2 separate regions of the Gossypium arboreum genome follow, and region 1 is linked to region 2. A link is a contact called in public Hi-C data. All regions are on one chromosome and are shown on one strand. The core of a region is the stretch at or near the end of the contact, and the rest is flanking DNA. Distances in the headings are between cores, read along the strand shown. Region 1 holds the start of LOC108470083 (endoglucanase 11-like). Region 2 holds the start of LOC108482076 (1-aminocyclopropane-1-carboxylate oxidase 3-like).

Evidence for each region. A called contact is a pair of places that touch in the nucleus more often than the background predicts.
Region 1: a contact with region 2 is called in a Hi-C map of leaf, with 1.6 times the contacts expected there. The contact joins the promoter of LOC108470083 here to the promoter of LOC108482076 in region 2. A contact is called at or near these places in 2 of 5 Hi-C or Micro-C datasets (both in leaf).

What each region holds. Positions count from the first base shown.
Region 1 is chr7:91,966,349-91,974,002 of ASM2569848v2, reverse strand. LOC108470083 (endoglucanase 11-like) reads left to right here and starts at 5,258. Exons shown (of 5, transcript XM_017771291.2): 1 at 5,258-5,683; 2 at 5,763-5,975; 3 at 6,056-6,256; 4 at 6,335-6,592. The coding sequence starts at 5,474.
Region 2 is chr7:91,798,972-91,806,695 of ASM2569848v2, reverse strand. LOC108482076 (1-aminocyclopropane-1-carboxylate oxidase 3-like) reads left to right here and starts at 5,993. Exons shown (of 2, transcript XM_017785184.2): 1 at 5,993-6,332; 2 at 6,418-7,510. The coding sequence starts at 6,231. The coding sequence ends at 7,263. It overlaps LOC128295490 (a long non-coding RNA gene), which reads left to right. Exons shown (of 2, transcript XR_008285936.1): 2 at 494-794.

The DNA.
Region 1 (7,654 bases), core at 4,009-6,508, 170 kb before region 2:
ATTAAGATTGAAAATTGTGGACCTCCCTTTTTCTCTCCACATGGTCCTAAATGTAAGAAAGTCGAATTTGAATATTTTAAGGGTAAATTCCCTGTAAGTCTTAAGTTTATATTTTGATTACTAAATTTTAAAAGTTATAAAATAGTCACTAAATTATTTAAAAGTTTTTATTTAAGTCATTAAATTATTAAAAATTGTCGCGGTCTTCTCTGTTCTTACTTTCAGCACTAATCGAAAGCATAAACTTCCCCTCCTCTTCTATACTTTGTTTTTTTTTTCTTTTCATGAAATAATTTTTAACATCACGAATTTGTAAATTAAAATCTAAACAACTTTCTTATTTGATCTCTGACACTAGCCATCAAATCAGCTTAGACTTGAGATATGTTCTTCTACTCATCGATAGGTATTATTCTACTATATTGATCATCGAATTGTCGCTCGAAGCTCGTTGACCGAACTTTTAAAAAAAATTTAACAGTCCAATGACTTAAATGAAAATATTCGAACATATTAGTGACTATTTTATAACTTTTTAAAGTTTAATGGTCAAAATGTAAAGTTAATAAAAGTATAACAACCTTGGGTAGAATTTATCCATATTTTAATGATAAGTTGGATTATTTGAACTTAATGTGACTTCTGATCTTTCTAGAGGTGTATTTGGTACTGCTTCCTTGATCACAGCAACACTAACGTCACCAATATGAGCATATTGGCGATTACTAACTCTTATGACTCGAATACACATCAATCCTCGAGCCCCACTATTATCTATTACCTTCAAATGGGTTTGAGGTTGAATCATTTTTAAATCTCCTTTTTTTAATGTAGCAAAGGAAGAAGAAAAAAAAGAAATATTGTTTGTCAAAAAAAAAAAACTCGCAATAGTTTTTTTATTCCCAAGACAATACTTCTTTCCTTTGGCTCTATATTCCTATCATGAAATAATGAATTGAGTTTTTATAGGCATTTTTTTTATGCCACTATTGAAATAGTCTTTCTGGCTATATTTTCGGCTACCTCGCTCATTTAATAAAGTATTCTGCCCGGTTTAACGACAGCTACCCAATATTTGAGAGATCTTTTCCTTGAACCCATACGTGTTTCTATAGGTTTTACCGTAATGGGTTTGTAAAAAATTTTATAGAAAATATTTTCTGTATTTACCTATATTTGTTTCATAAAAAACAGTTCCGTCAATGAAAAATGACTTATAGGTCAACGTAAAATAAGTCATTTTTCCAGTAAAATGACTTACCCTTTTGAAAAATTTGAAAAGCGTAAGTCATTTTTCGAAAAAAAGCTCATCTATAGACAATTTTATTTTTATATAAAATTAACTTAAATCAAGCTTAATATTATTATATTGATAATAATTTTATTTTAATTTTAAAAATATTTAAAATATTAATATAAAATATTATATTTTTAATATTATTATACATACATATTTAATTATTTATATTTAGTCATATAATAAATTATTAATATAATTAATATAATTTATTATTTTAATAAATTATTTAATATTTTAATTATATTTTAGCAATAAATTTTAAAATAAAATTTTAAATATTTAATATTAAAATTTTAATAATAAATATTTATTATAATTATAAATATATTAATAATAAATATTTTGTAATATAAATGTTAAAATATGTCATAAGTCTAGGTACTCTTCACAAATTTGAAATTTAGTCTTTGTGCTTTTATTTTCAAGAATTTAGTACATTTACTTTTCAGATTTGAAAATAAAGTCCAATTGTTAACATTATTCAATTTCTTTGTCAATTTTGTTGATGCATAATTTTAAATAAAAATAATCGATGGGTAGTCATGTAACTAAAAATGACGTTGTAATGAACATGAATTTAACAAAATATTTTTAATATATGCAAAAACAATGTAAAATATAAATTTATAGATATAAAATAAACTGAATTAAATAATGAAAAGATAAAAAAATTCTCAAATGTATGTTTGTTTCATTGAATACAACTTTTATGAAAGATTTTTAAAAATCATCAAACATCGAAAATATTTTACACAAATTCATCCAAACACAAAAAATATTAATTTTTCTAGAAAAATAAGTTATTTTTCAAAAATCATTTTAAAGCCATTTTAGTGAAACAAGCAAACCTTTCAAAGTATTTTGTTTATAAATAAATATTTTTTTGTTTTGATTTATATTAAACTTTTAATTAAAATGTAAATAGTCGAGCTTAAAGCTTCTTCTTTTTATATACAAAATATTCATAACTCCTCTTTGATCGAGAATAAACGCGCTTCAGCGTGCTTAAACTTACATTATCTTACATTTAACAACAATATTGATGCCAACTAAGTTAAGACTCAGTCGGCTAGCCAAGCTTAAAGTTAAGTATGTTATATTAGTTTAATTTTTTTAATGTTAAAATATATCATAAATCCTTGTACTCTTTATAAAATTGAAATTTAATCACTGTATTTTTATTTTTAGAAATTTAGTCCCTCTACTTTTTAGATTTTAAATTTAGATTTAACTATTAAAATTATTAAAGTTATTTTATTAAATTCGAGTTCATTACAACGGTTTTTAGTTCCATGACTATGAAATTAGTATTTTTTATTTCAAAATGACACACCAACAAATTTAATAATATTAACAATTAAACTTAAATTTTAAAATATAAAAAATAAAATTTTCTAAAATTATAAATATAATGACTAAATTTCAAATTCATAAATAATAAATTTACTTATGTAGCATATTTCAACCTTTTATAACTACTCCTATCTGGTCCTCATATTCAATGCATATGAAAAGAAAAATATGATCTTGTAAATATATATATAAAAACTACTCATTCCGATGTATGTTTATATTTAATACTTGTATTTGTATTTATCTTAAGAACGCGTATATTCATTAATATTTTTTTACCATATAAAAATATAATCAATAAATCATTTTATAATTGTATTAAATTTTAAATGATAAAAATACCGAACGCTAGCCTCGAGATGCGTGCGTTACTATATAGAGAGTGTCGGCCATGGAACAAGGCGGCCAACCGGTCCGGTCCATCCATTTATTTGCAATAAATGGCTTTTCTTCTTATTAGATCACTATGCTTGTTATCAAATATAAAAATATTATTGAATTATTTATATATATATATATTAAATTAACTTATTTTTAACAATATTCATTTTAATTACCGAAGGTTTAAATTAATGATAAAATTGAAATTTTAAAATTTTGAAATCCTTGATTCGATTTTCATGTAAATTATTAAAGATGTTTGATTTAGGTTGTGTAAAATTATTTAAATTTATTTTGGCCCAACTTTAGATATATTTTTCTTTATAATAGTTTATTCTATTTATTTGAGTGGGTATTATTTATATTTGTAACTTCAAGAAATTTAGTGAAACTAATAATTTCATATATTTTATAATTAAATTTAAAATATAAGTATTTTATATTATTTGTATATATTGTATAACTAAATTTAAATTTTTACATATTAAATGATGAATTTGACAAATCAAAATTTAAAATATGCCGGTCTAATTCATGCAAGAGCGATCAAATTTGACAATTTTACATTTGATTGTCTTTTATAATGTATTTGGTTTTGTTGATTAGCTTATTTTTCCACTTAATTTTTAATAATTAGAAAGTATTTAATTATTATTAAGAATTTCATTTAAAATCGATTTTTCAAAATGGGTAGCCATTGTTAGCTTTTAAATGTCAAGAGGAATCTAAAGCATTTTCAGTTTGAATTTGCAGCCAAAATAAGGAGATGAATTTTTAACAAAAAAATTATTTATTTTTAATCTCACGTGTAAATTTTATTTATTTATTTTTAATAAAAAGTAAAATATAATCAATTTTAATATAAAGAGGGATGAAATTGCAAAAGAGTGAAGTTTCCACAACTGAAATTTCCTGCGTCGGCAGTCTTTATATATTATTATATATTTATAAGCAGCAATCCAGTTATTATGTGCACTGTCGCCATGAATCTGACCTAATTCTCATAGGAAACAGAGCTGAGATTTTGTTTAACGCTCAAAGCATTAAACAACTAAAACGAATCATACTCTTAAATTTTAAAAAATTTACTTCATATATTTCCAACTTATTTGGTCCACATGCCCATCAAATCCTTCTACATTAACTTGTTTTTACGATAAAAAATAATAAACAATTCCTACCCGGACATTGGACACAATAATTTCCAATACGAGATAAGTCTAACGGGGGATGAAATGATTCACATTTGAAAAAAAAAGAAAAGAAATTATTGATATTTTTAAATATAATATTTTCATATAATTAATGAGTTTAAGTTTTATTTTTGGTTGAATTTTGTTTATTTTTTAGATTTATAGAGTAAAAGTGTTTTGAAGTGATTAAATATGTTACATCACTTAGATTTGATTTCATAATTTATATAATATAAATCATTTAGGAGAGAAAATTAGCACTTGAGTTAAAATTCTTGAGAAGTTTGATTTTATTTTTCCTTTGAGGTTTTGTTTCTTAATTTTATTGAAAGTTATAATGAATTTATAAAGTGTGAGTATTTCGAAGTGTTTGAACAAACAAAATTATATAATATTGAAGAGTTTACACACAATTGGACTCACCCTTTAACTCATAGCATATAGGTCATTTGTATGAATTTTACAGTTTCTACAATTTTCATGTGTTCAATCAATTCAAGAACTTGTTAGGACTTTCGATAGAGTAGAAAGATAAAATTTCGAGCTAAAATATGTCATAAGTCTTTGTACTTTTTCAATAATTTAAAATTTAGTCCTTATATTTTTATTTTTAGGCTTTTAGTCTTTCTACTTTTTAAATGTTAAAGTTCAAATCTATTTGTTAACGTGGCAGTTGAAATAAAAAAAAAGTCTCTTGATAACTATAAAATTAAAAAATGATAATATAATTAACATTTGAAAAAAACTAGTAATACTAACAATTAGATTTAAAATTTAAAATCTAAAAATAAACAAATTAAATTCTTTAAAATAAAAGTATAATAACTAAATTTTAAAAAAATATAATATTTATGACATATTTTAACCCAAAAATCAAATAGTAAGAGAACCCAAAATTTCCATCAAATCTCACTTCTTCCACAAAAACTTTCCAATATTCCATTTTTTTCCCACAGTAGTCCACGCCGGTTCAAACTTACATACAACCCCACTATTAAATACCACGAAAAAAGCAATAAACCGTTGCTTAAATCACGCTATTTTTTATGATAAACAACAAAAAGAAAAAAAAAGTAACCTCACATGGTCATGAAAATCGCTCACTGAGTCACTGAACTCGAGCCACATTACATAGAAAAACACAAATTTCAAGGCAAAAAAAGCAAAAGGTTGTGCCGATATATAGCTTCCAATAGCTATTTCAGCTACTAAATTTCCCCCTCGTACCTAAAGAGAAGTGGGGACAATGGATGAACAGAGTAAGCTAAGCCTTCACCATTGTTGCCTCATTCTCTTCTCTGTTCTCACCATTTCCTCCACAACAGCGTTTGATTATGGCGATGCATTAATGAAGAGCCTCCTTTACTTTGAATCCCAACGTTCCGGTCGGTTACCGTACAATCAACGTGTTACTTGGCGAGACCATTCTGCCCTCACCGACGGCTTGGAACAAGGAGTATGTAGCTATACTGCTATAGCAAGAATTTAAAATTTTACCCAACTTATAAACAGTCTTGTTTTTGTTGCTAATGTAGGTGGATTTAGTCGGAGGATACTACGACGCCGGCGATCACGTCAAATTTGGACTCCCGATGGCTTTCACGGTGACAATGTTGTCTTGGAGTGTTATCGAATACCGGGACCAGATCGCCGATGCCGGTGAATTAGAACATGCTTTAGAGGCAATTAAATGGGGGACAGATTACTTCATTAAAGCACACGCTAGCCCAAATGTACTATGGGCGGAGGTATAGTTTCAGATTCCCTAATTTTGTCTTATTTAAGCTTCATAATTATATCAAACACGTAACGCTCATTGTTGCTATAGGTGGGTGACGGAGACACCGACCATTACTGTTGGCAACGGCCGGAAGATATGACCACTTCACGCCAAGCTTACAAGATCGATGAGAAAAACCCAGGGTCCGATCTCGCCGGTGAGACGGCGGCGGCAATGGCGGCCGCGTCTATCGTGTTTAAGAAAACAAACCCTCATTACTCTCACTTACTCTTGCACCATGCTCAAGAGGTAATTTTAAAAATGACACACACCATATACATATGTTTACATGACTGATTTTGAATTTTGGGTGTGGTGTTGTTGCAGTTGTTTGAGTTTGGGGATAAGTATAGAGGGAAATATGATGGAAGCATAGGGGTGGTGAAGAGCTACTATGCGTCGGTGAGTGGTTTCATGGATGAGTTGTTGTGGGCGGCGTTGTGGCTGTATGAGGCCACCGACAAGGAAGATTATTACTTGAAGTATGTTATAAACAAGGCTCATTGTTTTGGTGGGATTGGTTGGGCCATATCAGAGTTTAGTTGGGATGTTAAATATGCTGGGGTTCAAGTTTTGGCATCAATGGTAAATTCTCTCATCACTTTCAATTTTTTTTCTTCTTTTTTATGTCTAATTTTATATGCATTGAACACATGCATTGGCCATTTGTTGGGTTTATAATCATTTCATAATTAAAAAACCTAGAAAAATTATTTAATAAGAGTTTTTAATCTCTATAAATAAAATTTAAAGCAGAAGTGAAGTTAAAATGTTATTTTAATAGTCAGAAATGAATTACATTTTAATTATATTATTATATTAATTTATAATTTTATTAATTTCAAAAGGATTAAAAGACAATTTTATCATTCTACCGTGCCCTCCAAAAAAAAATTTGGTCTACCCTCTCTTTCCCGAGCTAATAGCAGATCTCCTCTCTTGCCTTCCTCTTGTCTATACCCTAGATTCAAATAAAAAAATATTTAAAATATGAAATGCATAGCTTTGAAGATTCTTTGTGGAATTAAAATATATCTTAGATCAACATGCCTTTTTTTTTATTAATTCCTACATCTTTTACTCTCTCTCACTTTTTTGGCTTTTTCAATTGTTAACATGAAAACAGGAAAGAGAATTCAATTTATTTTGAATATTAGAAGACAAATGAGACCCTAAAATCTTGATGGTTTTTTTTTTTTGCTTTTCCCTAAATTCAAAGATGCAATAATAGTTTAACTTTGAGACATACACTTCCCACTTTCTTACTTACACACCAAAGTTTCACTGATAGAGTAACCCCTAATTAAGGTATCATCTTCATACACAATTCCATTACATGTGGCTATGATTATGTATACTATATTTTTTAAAAAAGTTATCATAATATCCATCCCAATATATTAGTGCCACGTGGCTTTAATATAGTGGAACAGGAGCAGTAATTTGCATGTGCTGTGCTTCGGCAGCACATCGTAGACTATTCCATGATCTGAGGAGGTGGATAGATAAATTAGAAATAAGAGATGGGGAATAGAGAAGAGTAGCAGAGGTGGGGAGTGATGGGTGCTGGGGTTGTTGTCTAAGCTTTTTAAGGTAGGGCCTGGAACATTGACCTGACATTTTGGTCCCACTGCCAACCCCAGTGAA
Region 2 (7,724 bases), core at 4,744-7,243:
TCAGCTCAAAGGAGCTTACCATTATTTCAGCTCGGAGGAGCTTACCGTTTACAGCTCGTATGAGCATGTATGTATAGGAATTGACGGATTACAGTTTAGTACACCTAGTATGTACTACCCGCATATCTGACGATATTTTAAATGGTTCAACAGGTACAATTTGTTAGGAGTTTATATGAGTTCGATACTAACTAGTACAAGTATTTACGTGAATTACATGGAAATGGTTTATATATGACATATGGATACATGGTATAGATGTTTCATGTATATGGAATTTAAATAGTTGTTGAACTTATACATGATTCTCAATTTTTATATGAATTACATGGCTAACTTGGTTGATGAATATGTGTTAGGCTTTTGGCCAAATTAAGTTGTGCTATGCTTTGGTTTACTTACCTAAATTATGGTTAAATGATAAGTTAAATTCTATGTTAAACAACTTACTAAGCTTAAATGCTTACTCTGTGTTATTTTTTGTGTTTTATAGTGGTTTGAAAGTTCGTTTGGGTTGGAAGCTTGTCGGAGCTATATCACACTATCTATCGGATCTTTTGGTACCTTTGGTTATCTAATTTTGGTTATAATGGCATGTATAGGTTATTTTAGCTAAAAATTGCCTACATGTTTTGTTATGTTTTTAGCCATTTGAATTGGCTTGTGTATTTTGGTATATTTTACTATGTATATATCAATGACCTTATCATGTTTGATATGTGGCTTGGTATGGTTTACATGTAAATTGATTTTTGTTTGGTGGATGAAATTTAAATGATAGTTGAATATGCATATATGTATTTGGTCATTTAGGTAAGTTTAGATACATAGTTGATATGTTTTTTTTTAAGTTGTCATTTGAGGTGCCTACGGGCATATTGGTTGTAACTGATGATATTATATGTTTTCAGCTTAATTTTAACTAGTTTTGGATGCCTATTTATGACTTGGTTATATGTAAATTGTTTTGTTTAGGTTGGTACCAATTTGGGTGAGAAATATGGCTTGGAAAGTGGTCTATTTTCATCCACACGGGCAGAGATGCGGGCATGTGTCTCAGCCGTGTATGACACACAGGCAGGTGAAATGACTGTGTGTCCCCTGTATCTTTTAAAGAGCACAAGTCAGTATGCTCACACGGCCTAGCACAAGTACGTGTGGCTTGGCCGTGTGTCCCTATTTCGAATGCCCATACGGCCTAAGACATGGGCGTGTCTCTTGGCCGTGTGACTCCTGCAGCTTTGAAAATTTTATGAGTTTCTGAAAAATTCTCTGAATTTCTAATTTAGTCTCGATTTGTTTCTAAGGTGTATTTTAGGCCTCGAGGGTTCGTATCAGGGACAATATATATAAATTTGTTTGGTTTTTGACATGAATGCTAAATGTTATGAAATGTTTAAGATTTCTGTCTGTCTGATCTGTAAATTCGATAATACTTCGTAACCATGTTCCGGCGATAGATACGGGCTAGGGGTGTTACACTGTTTCGTTGAGTGGCACACTTATGGAAGAATGTCGTGTTTCTATCTCCCAATTTCAGCTAATTGGCATGTGCTCTTTGCTCCCAGTATACTTCATCTTTATCAATTTCTAGATTTAGAAGTATCTTTGTATCTATAATCTCAGCCAAGTTCTCATCATTCTTGTCCTCCTCTAACAAACTCTCCAATTTTTTACTTAACTTATGTTTGATCCCCACATTTCCTTTTCGAATTTGAGTTGCTCATTGAATCATTCCCTGTTTTAAATTTTCAAGTTTATTCGGTAGTGATCCTGTAGATTTTTCCCAATCCGACACTATCTTCTCAAAAGAACTTTCTAGTAACCACCATGCCTCAAACCAAAAGTAAACTTTATAGATCTCCTTACGTTCCTGCTCTGTATGAATAAGTAGATGACAATGATCTGAATGTGAGTAGGGTAAGTTTTGAACACAAGCATGTGGGAAAGCCGAAAACCAATCTGTATTCGCCACCCTTTATTTAGCATTTCTCGTATGTTCGTTTCTGGTAAGTTTCCCCTTTCCCATGTAAACTACAACCCAGAAAACCCCACATCCATAAGTTGACACTCATTTATAACTGTGCGAAAAGCCTCCATTCTCCTTTCATCTCTTGGCACCCCTCCTCTCTTTTCGAATGAATATAAGGTTTCATTAAAATCCCCACAAACAAGCCAAAGATGAGTCTGAGTCCTTCCCAATTGTCTGATTAAGTTCCAAATACTACACCTTTCATTAGCAAAAGGTGTTCTATAAAATCCCATGAATCACCAATCCCTGTTGCCTTGATTTTCTTTAATAAGAGCATTTATATGACTTTTAGAATAGCTAATAATCATGACTTGAATATCTTGTTTCCAAGCCAATGAGAGCCCACCTCGCGAGCCTTCTACCTCAACATAAAAACCTTTTATGAGTCCACAGCTTCTCCTAATCCTATCCATACGAGTGCCATTCATTTTCGTCTCCATGAAGAAGACCATTTAGGGATTATGTTGCTTCTGTGTGAACCGAAGCCTTTTTATTGCTCGAGAACTCTCCAATCCTTGAACATTTCAACTTATTATTTTTATTGGGTTCGGTCGGCTTGCCTATTGGCAACTACCGATCCTAATTGGGAAGACATAGCCATTTGATCTTCCAATTTCTTCAGAGAATGGTAGTTTACCCCATCATCATCAAATCGAGCCTTTTTATGATTATTCTTAATGACTGAACAGATCTTGGTATCGTCTTCTTCAGTTGAAAAATCCTTCTTCTTACATGTTACAATTTCCATCTGGACATCATTAATTTGTCCTATCCTTCCCATTCTTTTCCAACTCAGCTCTTTAGGGTTTTTTGTTTTTCCTATCCCAGTTGCACTAATATTTGTCTTGACTTTTGCTGTATCCCAAAGTTGTTCTATTCCATAATTAAAGCATCAAAATCGATACTTCCAGAGTCAATCAAGTCAAGACGATTTTGATTATTTGTCTTATTTTCCTCAGACTTGCTGGGTATTTCCCCAGGTTGCAGATCTATCGAAAATATTTCTTTTTTTAGTTTTTCCTGCCCTTGTTATGTTACTACCTGCTTCCAGCTTGTAATGAAATCTTTTTGAGAATTAGTTCCAGATGTGTCCAATCCTTCATTCTCCCTAGTATATAAGCACTGTTTCATGGATTTTTTTGCTGAAGCACCCAATTGGAGACTCTTTTTACCAACTAGATTAGATTCAGCTTTTAGCGCCAGTAAGTAAAGGGTCATCTTCCTTTTTTTCTACCCCAAATTTGAGATCTCCGTACAATCTTTCGTGTCATGTCCCATACAACCACAGCTGAAGCAAAAATTTGGTAGGGCTTCATATTTAAAGGGGAGCCAAACTTTTCCTTGATCACCAATTGCAATAAAAATTCCCCTCCGAAGTGGTTTCCGAGCATTCAGCTGAACTTTCAACTAACAAACATCACTTTTTATCTCCCTCCAAAAGTAGAACCTATTGCGTGCATCAAATCTTTCTTTTCACATTCTGGTGGACAAGGGCCAATTTTGAGCCGAAACGGGGAGAAAATTAATTTGATATTGCTTCTTTCTGTCGCCTCCTTCAATCTGTCAAAAATTATCAATTGTCTTCTAAATAGCCACGGTCTGCCTTCCATAATCATTTCTAAATCGTTCTCTTCCTCGAATGAGATCTGAAACAGATTCTGCCCAACCACTTGGATTTCAAATTTTCTCCTCGTTTTTCATATACTTCTCAGTTGTGCACGAAAACTATCCGGATTGTATGATTTCCTCGTCCACACAGAGCATAATAATGATAAGTTACTTTTCGGTACAACCAAATAACTCTATATGTTCAACTATATTAGTTCTTCTGCTAATAGGGAAATCTCGTCTCTCGCCATATTGGAAAGAAGTCATCGCTGTACTCCGCCCCAACCACAGCTAGTCCTGTTTCTTTGGGATACTAAGAGAGAGCACTCTTGACCTAACCCTAAAAAAAAACTCTTTAGATTTAGTTGTTGTTTGATGAACTCAAAAATTAAGTGCTGAAAAAATAAGTATTGAAAATTTAAGTCTTGAATTTAAGTTATAAAATTGTTTGATATATTACTTAAAATTAATTATGCAATATAATTAAATTGTTTGATAAATATAAAATTAAAATTATAAAGAAATTATATTCTACATTTTATCCTTAATTTTAAACATTTCACTTTATTTTTAAAAAATCAAATTTTAGACACAAAGTTTTATAAGATAATGTAATATTAAAATCAATAAATAATAATTGAATTAATTGAAAATATTCCCTTGATAAATAGCTCTTGTCTACTTATTATTTTCCACAGCTTTTTATAGAAAAAATTCTATTAGGTTGTTTTTATTTTGGATTATCAAACATGAATAATGATTAAATATATTGAAAATTAATATTTTTAATAGATTTAATTTTTCAACAATCTATCAAACAAACCTTTACTATTATTGTTAACGGTATGATATTTCCTTTAAGGTACATAGAAATAGTACTTGAAGTTGGTACTTGAAATTGAAAATTAAATCCGAGTTAAAAATATGGATTTGAAAAATTCAATTGTTTAATCAATAATTGTATAAGAAAAAAATATAACATTTAATTTTTCATAAGAAAAAAAAGGTGAAAGAATGAATTGAATTTCCTTTTGTTACATTGATTATGATTTTTTAGTTATAAATTGATTAATAGATTATTATGTGCTTCATTTATTTTGAATTATTTTTTATTTTAAATCCACAATAAGTAGTACGTATCACTAATAATTTGATTTAGTGTAAAATAATTTACCAAATTAATTAAAAACTAAAATTATTCTAGTTAGAGTGAAATTTTATTTTTACAAATATTAATTTATTTATATAAATTTACTATATAGTATATTTTTAATTTGTATTTTCTATTATTTTTAATGTTGTTTAGTTAATTTCTAACACCAACATCTTGAAAATATAAACAAAAGGGTTATGTACCAAATTGGACAATTTCAACCATAAATAAAACAATTAATAGATGTGGCATGACTTTGTTTTAAACGTTGAAAGCTTTGGTTAAGAAGTTTATAGAATTTGTAAATATGAATGTTAAATTTATTAAATTATTTAAAATTAGGATCAAATTGATAGAATAAGTAAGTATTGGGGACTAAATGTGTTATTATATTAATTAGAAAAAGCTTTTCGCTATCAATTTAATAGTAGATAACCAAAACAAGAACAAACTCAAACATTAGTGCTATATTGAAAATTTTTAAAATTGAGTGACTAAAACAGGAACACAAATATAATTGCGTGACCATTTGTATAATTTATTCTAAATTTTAATTTTTATGAAATACATACACTATAAATTTATTTGACGGTCAAGGAGTGGAATGGTGCGAAAGAGCTATGCACCTTCCTTTGGTTACCAATAAATTCTTAACTTAATCAAAGGAGTGGACCAAATTAATTTTGGTCAAATATTAAGAAAGAAATGGCTCAAAAACAGCCATCAAAATGTGTCCAAACCCAACACACAAAGCTCCTAAGAGTTGATAGCTACTTCAACGTCGCAAATCAGTTTTAGCCTTAGATTTTGTTTGATTTTTCTAATATACTTTTAACAAGTATTTTATATTTAAATTTATATATTTAGACTTATATGGAATAAATTTGAGCATGGCTTGTATACGATAATATTAAATCTAAAATAATTTTGAAAAATTATACATGATATTTATTTATGACAAAATTCGAATATAATCACTCAAATATAAAAAATTTCATAAATATATTAATTATTAGATAATGTATCTACTTCTAATTGTATTATCTTATTATTTTACTTTCAATCATACCTTTTGTAAAGTAGCTTATGACTCTTTTTTTTTTTAAAAAAAGGCTTTACTTTTTAAGTACCACATTTAAGAAATGATTTTAAAATTGGAGTTATGCTTGTACCAGTAGTAGTATTATTTTCCATATTTCCTCCTTTCTTCCTTTGTTAATTTGTTGATACTAATAATTTCTGATCCACAAGCCGACATCCACTTGAATTATATACCTTTAAACCTCACTTCCAAAACTATCTATAAATACCACCATACCCCTTCCCTCCATTCTTCATTAAACAAATCTAAGCTTTTGCATAATAACACCCCCAACGTAAAACAGCGTCACTCTGAGAGATTTTTAGAGAGAAAAAAAAAAAAAAGTGGCAAGAGAAATGGCAAAATTCCCAGTGATCAACTTGGAGAAACTGAATGGCGAGAGAGCAGCAACCATGGATCTAATCAAAGATGCCTGCGAGAACTGGGGCTTCTTTGAGGTACCGATTGCTACTTTATATGTACATATACTCTATTCTCCTTGGTAGATTTTTGCTAATTATTAGCGCGGTTCATTTGGTGCAGGTATTGAACCATGGGATTCCCTATGATTTTATGGACAGAGTGGAAAGCTTGACGAAGGAGCATTACAAGAAATGCATGGAGCAAAGGTTTAAGGAACTGGTGGCAAGCAAGGCCCTTGAGGGTCTCCAGGCTGAGGTTACTGATATGGACTGGGAAAGTACTTTCTATTTGCGCCATCTCCCTGAATCAAACATGGCTGAAATCCCAGATCTAACCGATGAATACAGGAAGGTGATGAAAGAATTTGCATTGAAATTGGAGAAACTAGCAGAGGAGCTGCTGGACTTGTTCTGTGAGAACCTTGGTCTAGAAAAAGGATATCTGAAAAAGGCTTTCTACGGGGCAAAAGGTCCCACCTTTGGCACCAAAGTTAGCAACTACCCACCATGTCCCACCCCAGACAAAATCAAGGGACTCAGAGCCCACACGGACGCCGGTGGCATCATCTTGCTGTTCCAAGACCCCCAAGTGGGCGGCCTTCAGGTTCTTAAAAACGGGGAATGGGTGGATGTCCCCCCGTTGCGCCACTCTATCGTGATCAACCTGGGAGACCAGCTGGAGGTGATCACCAATGGCAAATACAAGAGCGTGGAGCACAGGGTGATCGCCCAAACCGACGGGGCTCGCCTGTCGATAGCTTCGTTCTATAACCCCGGCAGCGACGCCATTATCTACCCGGCGCCAGCCCTGGTGGAGAAAGAAGAAGAAGAGAAGAAAGGATTGTACCCAAAATTTGTGTTCGAAGATTACATGAAGCTTTACGCAGTGCTTAAATTCCAGGCCAAGGAGCCCAGGTTTGAAGCCATGAAAGCCAGGGAAGCAACTGCTCCCATTGCAACAGCTTAAAAGAGAATTCAATACCTTACGTAGCTTTGTGTTTGATCAAGAAAGGGGTACTGTTAATCTATTTTAAGCTTTTTAATGGTGTATTAAAGAAAAAAGAAGTCAGTGTTTACTGTAGGTGAGTGTTTTGATTGAATATTCTAAACAGTGAGACCCTGTCAATTTCTACTATACTATACAATGTAACATTGAATTAGAAAAGATTTATGTTGTGATATGTTTGATAGAATAAAATTACTTACAAAGGAAATGGTGGGTTGCCAGTAAGGAACATGAAGAAATGCAATAATCATATAGGGTGCTTGTTTTTCCTATTTATTTAATTTAAATTGATAACTTTATTAGCGGAACAGGTACAACCATACAAGTAGAATTTTGATGGACATAAAAGCTGTTATTTAATTATAGTTTCAAATGTGTCAGGAGAGACGGTAATACTGATATGTTGGTCCAAAGTGGTTGGG